2 separate regions of the Mus musculus genome follow, and region 2 is linked to region 1. The links are chromatin contacts, called in public HiChIP or PLAC-seq maps. All regions are on one chromosome and are shown on one strand. Each heading gives the region's core, a stretch centred on a gene start, on an enhancer-like site or on the middle of the called end of the contact. The rest is flanking DNA. Distances are from core to core; before and after follow the strand shown. Region 1 holds the start of Mysm1 (myb-like, SWIRM and MPN domains 1). Region 2 has its middle 26 kb from the start of Jun.

Evidence for each region. HiChIP or PLAC-seq counts read pairs in DNA pulled down with a chosen protein or histone mark.
Region 2: a CTCF HiChIP or PLAC-seq map of the NIH/3T3 cell line shows a contact between it and region 1, with 10 read pairs. The contact joins the enhancer-like site here to the promoter of Mysm1 in region 1. A contact is called at or near these places in 1 of 15 datasets of contacts at CTCF or cohesin (the NIH/3T3 cell line), 3 of 115 datasets of contacts at active chromatin or transcription factors (double positive thymocytes and embryonic stem cells) and 1 of 9 other capture datasets (adipose tissue).

The regions. Positions count from the first base shown.
Region 1 is chr4:94,976,853-94,982,088 of GRCm38.p6, reverse strand. Mysm1 (myb-like, SWIRM and MPN domains 1) reads left to right here and starts at 2,989. Exons shown (of 20, transcript NM_177239.3): 1 at 2,989-3,085. The coding sequence starts at 3,024. It overlaps Gm12694 (a long non-coding RNA gene), which reads right to left and starts at 2,968. Exons shown (of 3, transcript XR_867913.3): 1 at 2,313-2,968; 2 at 1,268-1,431.
Region 2 is chr4:95,023,468-95,028,703 of GRCm38.p6, reverse strand. No RefSeq gene overlaps it. Among named protein-coding and RNA genes, the nearest start is that of Jun, 26 kb to the left of the region's middle. Within about 2 kb of position 2,598, at least 38 of the 459 cell types and tissues checked have an H3K27ac peak or open chromatin away from gene starts, as enhancers often do. A contact at or near this core is called in the NIH/3T3 cell line, where this site is marked.

The DNA.
Region 1 (5,236 bases), core at 1,740-4,239:
TTATTTATATCCCCTCATGCATTTCATTTTGAATGACATATTTTCTTACATGATCAGGTTCATTGATTCTTTCTTTAGGAATATCTACTCTCCTATTAGTCTCATCAAATGTTTTCTTTGTCTCTGGAATATACTTTCCATTTCCAAAGGTTCAATGTTATCCTTTCTGTATTTTCCATGTGTCTATGTTACTTTTTAAACACACAGGACACAATTAGAATCATTGTTTTAATGTTCTAGCATCAGGACTCTCACATGCCAGTACTGGATGAGTAAGTCCTAAACATAGCAACTCCAACATCTGTGTTATAACTAAACAGATTTCAGTGGAAACAATGTCTTTTCTATGGCCTATATTTTACTTCTTTGGATGCCTATTGGATGCCAGACACTGTAACATTAACTTACTGTAGGCTGGATACTTATTCTTTTATTTCTGCATACTACTTGAAGGTGATAATGAAGTTAAATTACCTAGAACCAGTTTAATCCTTTCAGGTTTTGCTTCTAAGGTTTACTGGGCCGTGCCAAAGCAATGGCCTATCTATCCACAGCTATTCCTACTTAGGCCATATCCTTCATATCGTCTACCCAATGAACGATGAGAATTCCTAGTCTGTTCTGCTTCCCTGCATGGGTTTGGACCTTGAAACATGACTGGATGATGAGGGATTAAAGAGACAGAAATTTAAAAAGAAGAGAAAAATAATAACAAAAAAAACAGATGTGTACACAGAAAAGCTGGGTCAGGTGGGCTGAGCACACTCCGATGGAATGGGACCAACTATACCCAGAGCACAGAGCCCCAGCACAGTTATGTACAGCACAGGGACAGGGCTTAGATAGTCTCTTAGATAGGCGGTCCTGGCAAAGGCACAGCCTCGGGCTGTAAACAGCCTGGAGGAAGACACTGCACTTGTTAGGTTTGCACACTGTAGTCAATTGTTCATAAACTCTCATACTTGGACCACAGGAAGGCTTGCACACTGTAGTCAATTGTTCATAAACTCTCATACTTGGACCACAGGAAGGCTTTGCCATTCCGAGCCTGACCCCAACAGAGATGGCTGCCCCACAAGACTGGGTCTTTGGGTGTTTAACAGGGCTGAACACATCTCAACAATACACACTCACCTGGGATTCCAATCAGGCCTAACACATTCGCTCAAAGTTTCTTCAGTCCTCACACAATGTCTGAGGCAAACAGGCACCATCCCTGGCCCTGCCTGAGTAATGGGTACTGCATTATTCCCTCTGGTAGTTTTACCTGGCTCTTGAGTTAGAGACTGGTGTTTCTATTTTGCATTTCCCGATTAAATCCAACAGGCACCTTTAAGTGCCTATGCTCTGTCAGGCAAGCTGTTAGCATTGATTACTAGATGAGTCCTCTGACAATGCGCAAACAAATAAACACCATGGTTCCAGGTTGCCCTGAAAAGTAAAACACACTATTCAGTTCCTAAAGCACGGGGCCCTCATTTTACAAAATTCTTCTGCCTCTCCTGCCATCACACTCTCAGGCTGAGGTGTGAAGTAAGCTCGTTTTATTGTTTCGTTCACTTATTATGGGGTCCGCATAGATCCAACATAACTCATACATCAAGTGAATGATGTATTGTATTCAAGCTGCTACTGATCGACCAAGGCCGGAGAACATAGAACAGAGTCCGGAGAGTGACTTTTTAGGGGAATTACATAGCATATTTAAAGGATGAAACCATAAAGTAAGGGAGGGCAAGCAGGGTAGGCTGTAGCTTCGGCCAATCATATTTTGACCATAAAGGGTTGAGCATGCGAATTTCCACCAATCAGAATAGGAGCTGGTTCCTGGGCCTGGGAACAAGAACTTAGTTTGACCCTACAGCAAGCTGGAGAGTGTCCTTGAGATGGCTGGACTCAAACTGCTGTCTCCTTACAACTTTCCCTGAGATGACTGGACGCAGACAATTGTCTCCTTCTAAGTTGTCTCTGAGATGGCTGGGCTCAAATAGCTGTCTCCTTACAACAGAAGCTCCCCCAGGGCCTGGGACCTTGAATTTAGTTTACCCCTATGATTAAATGAAGCCTGAAAACGACATGGTAGTACTTAAAAAAAAAAAAAAGAACAAGTTTATTTTGCGGGGCGTGGTGGCGCATGCCTTTAATCCCAGCACTTGGGAGGCAGAGGCAGGTGGATTTCTGAGTTCAAGGCCAGCCTGGTCAACAGAGTGAGTTCCAGAACAGCCAGGGCTATACAGAGAAACCCTATTTCAAAAAATCAAAACAAAACAACAACAAATCAGGTTTATTTTGCTGGTTCCCAATACACTTACCTGTCCAACACAGCTTCTACTACGTGAGACACTGTGCTGAACGCAGGCAGTGTAAGGACTACCAGACAGGTTTTATCCTTAAAGAAGTCACAGTCTGATCGAGAAGACAATGAGTCATGGATTCTAACTGTATGAGAGACAGATTTGAGGGCAGAAAAATGCAGAAGCAAGACTCTGATTTCTTGGAAAACCGTTAAGTTCTTTGCTTCACAGATTCCCAGCAATGATTTGTATGTATATGGCAAACACTCAGGGCAGAGTTTAAAAGATCAATCTACCAAGCTCTCTGTTTGAACAATCACGTCAGTTTTCTGAGTCTATTTACTTATCCATAAAATAAAATCCGTGAAACCTGCATCCATTCCACTGGGTCATTCTAATAATTCACGGTGGCGGGCGGGGCGGGTAGGCGCGCGCGCGCGTGTGTGTGTGTGCGAAAATGAACCAGAGACAATGGATGCCACAAAGCAGGGTCTCTCGCCTGAATGGAAAAAGATCTGCTGTGAGTTAGCCCACGTAAGACGTGAGAGAAGTGAGATAACCCATGCGGTCCTTGGGGAAGCAGCTTTCACGCAGTCTCCTGGTCTTACTCGCCGGAGTTCCCCGGAAGTGCGCCACGCCAAGGCCCCGCCTCCGGCCCTGGGCCCGCCCCCGGTCCCGCCCCGCCGCATCTCGCGGGATCTCGCGAGTACGCCTGCGTCAGGTGCAGTCATGGAGGCGGAGGAGGCGGATGTGGATGTGGAAGGAGATGTTGCGGCGGCTGCACAGCCGGGGTGAGGCGCGGAGCGGGGTCCTGCGGGCCGGGCTGTGCTAGGCAAGGGTCGGAGGATGCGGTTGGCCGAGGGTCCGTGTGGACGGCGTCGGGACCCGGGGTGCTCCCAGCCGGAAGTCGGCCGGGTCCGGGAGTGGACCCGGTGCCCCAGGTTGCACTGTTTATCTCCACTTTCTGGGCTGCGATGGACAGTGTTTAATTCGGATTCCTACCTGCATTCGCGCTGTCTCAGGCGCCTCACAGCATCTTGAACACTGGCGTCTAATTTAGTCCTGCGCCCGCTAGCGACCTGGTCCAGTCGTTTGATTCCTCCTTCTCAGAGCAAGTTGTTGAAAACTTGGGGGAAAGGCAGCTTACCCTAAAGGATCCAGATTTTAGAGTTGGACAAGTCATGTTTGCCTTTTGCTTTTGCTCTTCCTGTTTACTGTCACTCTGACCGTGATCAAGGCATTTGAGGCATTTCCAAGCAAGGCTCCGCTTGCTTGGAAACCAAGAATCACTTGTCGATCTTACTGTTGTAAGCATCGAATGAAATAATTCTGAGAGATGTTTTAGCATATGGAGAATGCTCGGCAGATGTTTTCTTTGCTGTGTTAGGATAATGTAGTGAAGACCCAGTTAGGGGTGTCATGCCAGTGCCTGCAAGGACGGGCAGTGTGATTTTAAACTGAACCTGATTTGACACGTGCCTTTAGGAGGACGCGGTATCCCTCCTTTTAAGTAATGGGGGCCAGATAGGACCTCCTGTAGAAGCCAGGTACATTACTTGTAACTTGTCAGCGACTTCGTTAGAATTCTGCTGAAGTACATACTATTACTAGTACTGCTCCATTTTCAGCCCATATAGTTCATTTGACAGGAGGGCTGCTCCACTGTAGACTGCCAGTCCTCCTCTATAAGGCACCAGAATAAGAAGCATTTTAAAATAGCCAGTGAGTTCTTAAAATGTGATGAAAATGAGGGGTAGTTAACTTCACATAAATATTTTCTCAAAAGTTCAAAAGTTACGTGGATAGCCTGAGATAGCAATAACTCTACACCAGTGTGATATATCAGACTTGAGCAAGTGCTTGTGATGTTTGAGAATCGGTGACCTCAGTGGGCGAGGGCAGTTTGGAGTTCATAAAGGAATTCACCTGGTGTTCAGTGACCGTCACCTGAAAGCATTGGCTCTGTGCCTCTCTCAAGGGTTCGTTTTAACTTTCCTGGTTGTGTTTAGTTTTTCATCCCTTTTTCTTGTACCATTTTCTTGACACTTGAGACTACTGGTGGCATGTTGTAATGTTAACCTCGTATGTTAGGTCTCAAAGGAGAGACAAATGATTACCTGAGGTGCTGTATTACAGTGGAACTGGCCTCCAGGTTCTTAAAGCATCCTTCAGTCTTGCCTGTTGCAGGGTATGGCTGGCATACCCTGCCTCCTACCCTATTTTCTTTAGCCCTGAAGTTAGTCTGCCCTTCCCCCAGCTGCCCTTCTCTATATAATTCAGCCATTTTGGCTATCTGGCCCTTTTGGTCTGTCCTTTACTCTATTGGCCTGTCTCTTGGCCCAGGCAGCCTCTCTCTGTTGCAGCTTCTCTCTGCATTCTCTTTACATGGCCCAGTTCAGGGTCATATTCTCTCTGGATGTTCCCCACCATTGCATATGCTCTCCCTTTTATCTACAATGAACTTTCTTCTCCGCCATACTTAGGAGCAGTCATGTCCTGTCTTTTCTTTCCTTCCCTTCCCTTCCCTTTCCCCTTTTCCCCTCTTCCCCTTTTTCTTTTCCCTTCCCTTCTCCTCCACTCCCCTTCCTCTTCCTCTCCTCCTTCCCTCCATCCCTCTCTCTCCTTTCTTCCTTTCTTTCTTTCTTTCTTTCTTTCTTTCTTTCTTTCTTTCTTTCTTTCTTTCTTTCTTTCTATGCAGCATGCAAGCAGGATTAGGAGGGTCCTCATGTCAGCCACTGCTTCTGGAGCATCACTGACATTATGTGGAATGGTGCCCTGTAATGCTGGAGTTTGAATCATGTTGAGTTTAGTGTGCCGAGTGCCCCTTGAGGTATTTTGTGTTACAGGGGACAGTAGCATTTAAGGAACTCTTGAAGATTAGTTTGAAACATACCAGTTTTAAGCATTTACTGAAAGCTAGATACGAAAACCAAGCATTGCAA
Region 2 (5,236 bases), core at 1,349-3,848, 47 kb before region 1:
AAGTTTCTGTAACTCTAGTTACAGCAGATATTATGGCAACCTTTTCTACAGACACCTACATGCATGGTGTACATGTGCATACATACATGTAGGCAAGCACACATACACATAAAAAGAAAACAAATCTTTAAATTTTTCAAATAAATAAATAGGACTAATTTTCTCAAATATTCTTTTTTTATTACATTTCACCTACATATAGGCAGAGACACATGTGACCTACATATGCCATGGTGCACATATGGAGGTCATAGGAAGACCTGCAGGAATTGCTTTTCTTCTTCTACCATGTGAATCCCAGGGATTGAACACCAGTTGTGAGGTTTGGTGAAAATAACCGTTATCGATAATCATCTCACCGGCCCAAATTGTTCTTCTGATGTAGAAGGAATCTGATAAGGCAGAAAAGAATGAAAGGATACACGCTAACTGCACAAGTGCTTTGTGGTGGTACCCTGGTCATCTGACCTGGCCATTAGTATTTTTGAATAACCATTGATGTATAAATGCAAGATACAACACAACCAGACCAGTTCTATTAGTCACAAGTAGCCTGTAAGAGTTTCATCCATTGATAAAAGAGATCAAGATAGAAAATTCACACCAGAATCGTACTGTGCATAATTCATAATCTGTTGTGTGTTATTGGGCTTAAGCTGACTTATAGTAAACCACAGTGGGAAGGGAAATTGAATTTTATCCAGAATGAAGATGGTACTTTTAAGGGACCTAACTCTCAGCACTTTTCTCTGGCTGACAGCATCACACAGCCTTGCTTCTTCTCTTGTCTATAAATGAAGCAACATTTTAACAAACCTTTTCTACAGAAAAGAAAGATTGTTCCTGTAAATCAGCATCCCTGGCAGAAAGGACATCAGATAGCATCTGCTACAGGCTAAGGGTTATTGCTGAGTTGTAGGACTAGCGCACCATTAGCCTCCTTTGCAGAATCAAGCATAGGACAGGTTCTTGCTGACCACTGCTTTAGAAGTGACCACCATTTTTCTGTTCTAACATGTGCAATGAATAGATGGACAGCTCTGGCCAAGTTTGCAATATTAAGCCAACACTGACTTCCAGGTGGGAAAACTCTTTGGACTTGATTTCTTTGTTGAGGAAGAACGTGGTGATGCTGCTGCTAAGATCGCTTGACTTTAAGGCAGTCAAGCTTATTCCTGCCTCTCTAGACTTAGAAGGAAACCTGATCCTAAAATTTCATCACAGAATTAACTCATCCATATCCTCAGACCACCCAGAAGATTTCAAAGATCTTCTTAGACCTGGCCATAGGGCTTCACATCAAGAAGACTAGACAACTGACCAAAGACTCTTAGGATAAATCCCGTAACTGCTTCCATGAACTATAATCCACAGAGGGTCCAATTCTCTTATGGGTTTTCTGCCAACAAACCAGACTCAATATCTTACATAAATAAAACATTTATGTAGTGTTTTCTGTTTTCTGGGCCTAATAATCTGTTGTGCTTCAGAAAATCCTATCGATACGATATTCTCATCACAGTACATACAGAAATTCAGAAACTTGGGGTTCATAAATATCACTAATCTTAGTCTCTAATCTAAGACTGTCTTAATAATGATATTATTCATGTGCCACCTCTCCAGGAATTATTTTGCAGATAATATCAAAAGAGTAAAGTGGTCTGGACAAGGTCACTCAGCTAGTCAGTACCACAACTGGAATTATAAAGTATATTTGGTCAGGTTTTAAGCCATGGACTTCCCATGATACCATGGTGCCTTCCACCAATATCCTACTACTAGTTATACCTAAGTATCCCTCCCCTGAGCCTAGGGCCAAATATTCTCCAAGACCCTTTGGTTGATGATCTGGGTCCATACCTAACTCTTTCTGTTTCTTTTCTTTGGAGATGAGGATTCAAAGTCTTTTGTTGCTGGTGGAACACCTGCTGTACATGAACAGAGCCCTTCCAAAGGTAATAGACGCCATCCACTTTATTCTAGAGACTGAAGAGAGTTCTCTCTATTTGTATTTTAGTATGAGAATGTGGTCAATCCATCCCTTTGGTTGCAGTGTTTCTATGCTGCCCTGCTCCTAGAGGGGTTTGCACGAGGCTAAGAGGTTGCTCACCATTCTGTATTCCCCCACCTTCACCCTGGAATAATCACTCTGGAATAATCAGTATGAGCAATGCCTTGTCTCCACACCTGATCCTTGACAAATGTATGCTGTCACTTCTTATTATATTTGTGCATTGTAAAAGCAGCGTGCTCATTGTGTTTTCTCCCACTGCTATGACAAATCTGTCCTTTCCGTGGCAAAGGCATAAAGGGAGCTGAGCGGTCGCTGGAGCGCTATACCTCATAATAAGTACAAATGAAACCCCACTAAGGCGTTCAACGAATGTTACAACCAGCTCAGTTTTTAATAAAGATCTCTCTCAAGCCAAGGGATTTGAAAGAGGAGGTTTAAGAAACAGGATATTTAAGCACTTCAAATTGTTTCCGCAGAAGGCCTTTCTGCATCTCATTGAAGGAGCGAGTCATCTTCCTGTGTGGAGTGTTCTACAGCCGCTGAATAATAAGAAGGGTATTCAGGTCTGGCTGCAGCCACTGTGTATGGGGTGAGGTCTGTGGCACTGCAATTTCCTTCTCAGAAAGCAGAGGCGCTGCCACACGCCCCATCGCACAGGCTCTTCTCCGGGATGCTGAACAACTGGAGTTGCTAAGGGCTCTCTAGCCTTCCAGCCAGTACATCTGTGGCTGTGGCTTACCCCGAACCTGTGCAGGCAAGTTCCTCCTCCAGGAAAGCATCCATCTTTGCAGCATACTCTACTGACTGAAGTCGGTGCCTGTGCTGAGAAAGGTCAATGGTGGCAGGTAGCAATGATGTGTTTGAGACACACTAGGCCTTAACTTAGGTTGTAGCATTAGAAAGGGCAAAAGACATAAGCCAACATAAATCGATTGGTGTCAGGAGCGAGGGTGATCAGCTTCAACATTCTGGGAAGAATACACAGAAAGTGATGAGGCGTGCACATTGTATCTGAAGACGGCTTCTTACTACCTAAACTGAGTAAGACTCCACTTCAAAAAAAGTTAACAAAAGAGAAGGACCCCACAGTCTAGGCCTTAAAATTACCGTGCCCTATAGGGACAGCCTGTCAGGGAGCTATTGGGGGTAGAATTTCTTCCAACCCACACAGCAGTTTCACAAAAAGTAAGTGTCTACAGATGACCTCAATGGTTGGAAGCCCAGGAGGATTTGAACTCATATATTAGACTCTGAAGCCCAGAGACTCCTTAGATTCCTAAAATTCCATTTTATCCCACTAAATTTTGTCAAAAGTCACCTGTGTTCCATACCCTTAGGGAACACTGAATGAAAAAAAATGAAAGGAGAGAAGGAAGTCATCTTAAGATTTGTTATTTTCTGACCAGGCAACCATCAGCAAGCAACATCAACTCCTTGCCTATAAATGCTCAGTTAAAGCACCATTGATGAGCTTGTTAATGGAGGCTCTTCTGTAACCTCTCTGTCACTGGCTGTTAAAAAATACAGTATTCAGTTGTGATTCACTAATTTCATCACCCTAAAACATCTGTACTGGCTGATGCTCCAATGAGAGGTGTTGAGGCAGAGGGATGATTATGTCAGTTCCATACATCAGAACAGTTGTATTTTGATGGGGGAGGTGATATAAAGACCCCAAAAATTGTCACCTGGCAAGATGCCACACAGTCCTTGCCTTCCTTGGCACCGTGAAAATTACAGAGGTACAGATAACCACAGCAGGGCAGCACTTGTTTCAGGACCAGGGGAGAACGGAAGAAATGGTGTTTCAGCCTCAATGTTTTATTGGGAAGCCACAGGAACTTTCTGGAGTTGTCCCTACACGGTCTTTGGGCCTTTTTAGCTGTAGAACATTGTCTAGTAATTTGTCACAGAATCGAGAGTTTGAGAATTCTGAGATCATCCTAATTCCAAGCACTTATTCTATGAGTGGAAACTGAGGGCCTGGAGCGGTGAGGAGGGGGATAAAAAGTTTTGTGAGTCATACCTCCACTCCTCTGCTTCTTGCTGACTCCCACCAGGTATGAGTTACCCTGCTTGTCTTTCTAGCTTTATCCCACCACACCTGCCCACCCTTTCAAGTCTCACTCAGAGTACAAGAACACCGGGACACTACAAATCTCATTCATTGTGGGACTTGTATCCAGAATTCCCCAGAGTGGGGATTGTATTTATCTAGTTGACATATGATGTCTCAGCCATGCTTAAAATATGCTGTGCATGGCTCTTTAATAAAATGTAGTTGCTACAGTTTGATGGTTTCTTCCAAAATCCTTGTGTTAAACACTTGGTCTCTAATGGGACAGTGTTGGGAGATGGTGCCTAATAGGAATGGTTTGGGCTATAGGGGCATTGTCTTTAAGGATGGATTAATGTCATTATCTTGGTAGTGGGTTCATTATTTAATCTGAATTCATTCTACAAGGACAAGTTTGGCCCCATTTTGTTCTCTGTCAACCTCTCTTTGGCTTTCTACCACGAGACAATGCAAAAGAGAAGCCCATGCCAGATACTACCTCCTCTGCCTTGGACTTCTTAGTCTTTAGGATGGTGAACTAATGGATTTTTGCCTGTTATAAATTGCCTAGTCAATGGTACCCTGTTGTGATGGTACATAAAGAACCAAGACAGAAGTCTGTGAACAGCTCCTGACCTGGAATTTAGAAGACTCAGATTCTGATCAGCTTTGCCAATAAGTCACTTTGAGTCACTTTCAGCTGACAATTAACTTCTCTCTCACGTCCTCAGTGGGTCACTTCAGTTCCTAAATGACACAGTTGAGTCCAATCTAAACTCCATGAAGGCACGGGCTTGATTCACTGCCATCTGCCCAGGGCCTCGAGCCAAGCACACACACCAGGAAGAACTCAACATACTTGTTTAACACATGAAATGGCTTCAAAGTGACTAACAGCAAACAGAGGAGTTGATTCAATCAGTTCCAAAAATCTCAAGTTTTTTCTTCCCTTTCATTAGCAAGATGAGTAAAAATCCCAGCTCATCTGGCTCTTAGCAACCGGTGCTCAAAAGCTGTTCTGGTTGGGTGACTGGCCAGCTGTGCGTTCTTCTATGTGCTCTACTATTATCACGTCACTATCACTCCCTCGTTGCTGTCACACGCAGGGCCTCTTGCTCAGATCCACCCGCTCAGCTCTGCTCACTTGTTGCTGAAAACACGCA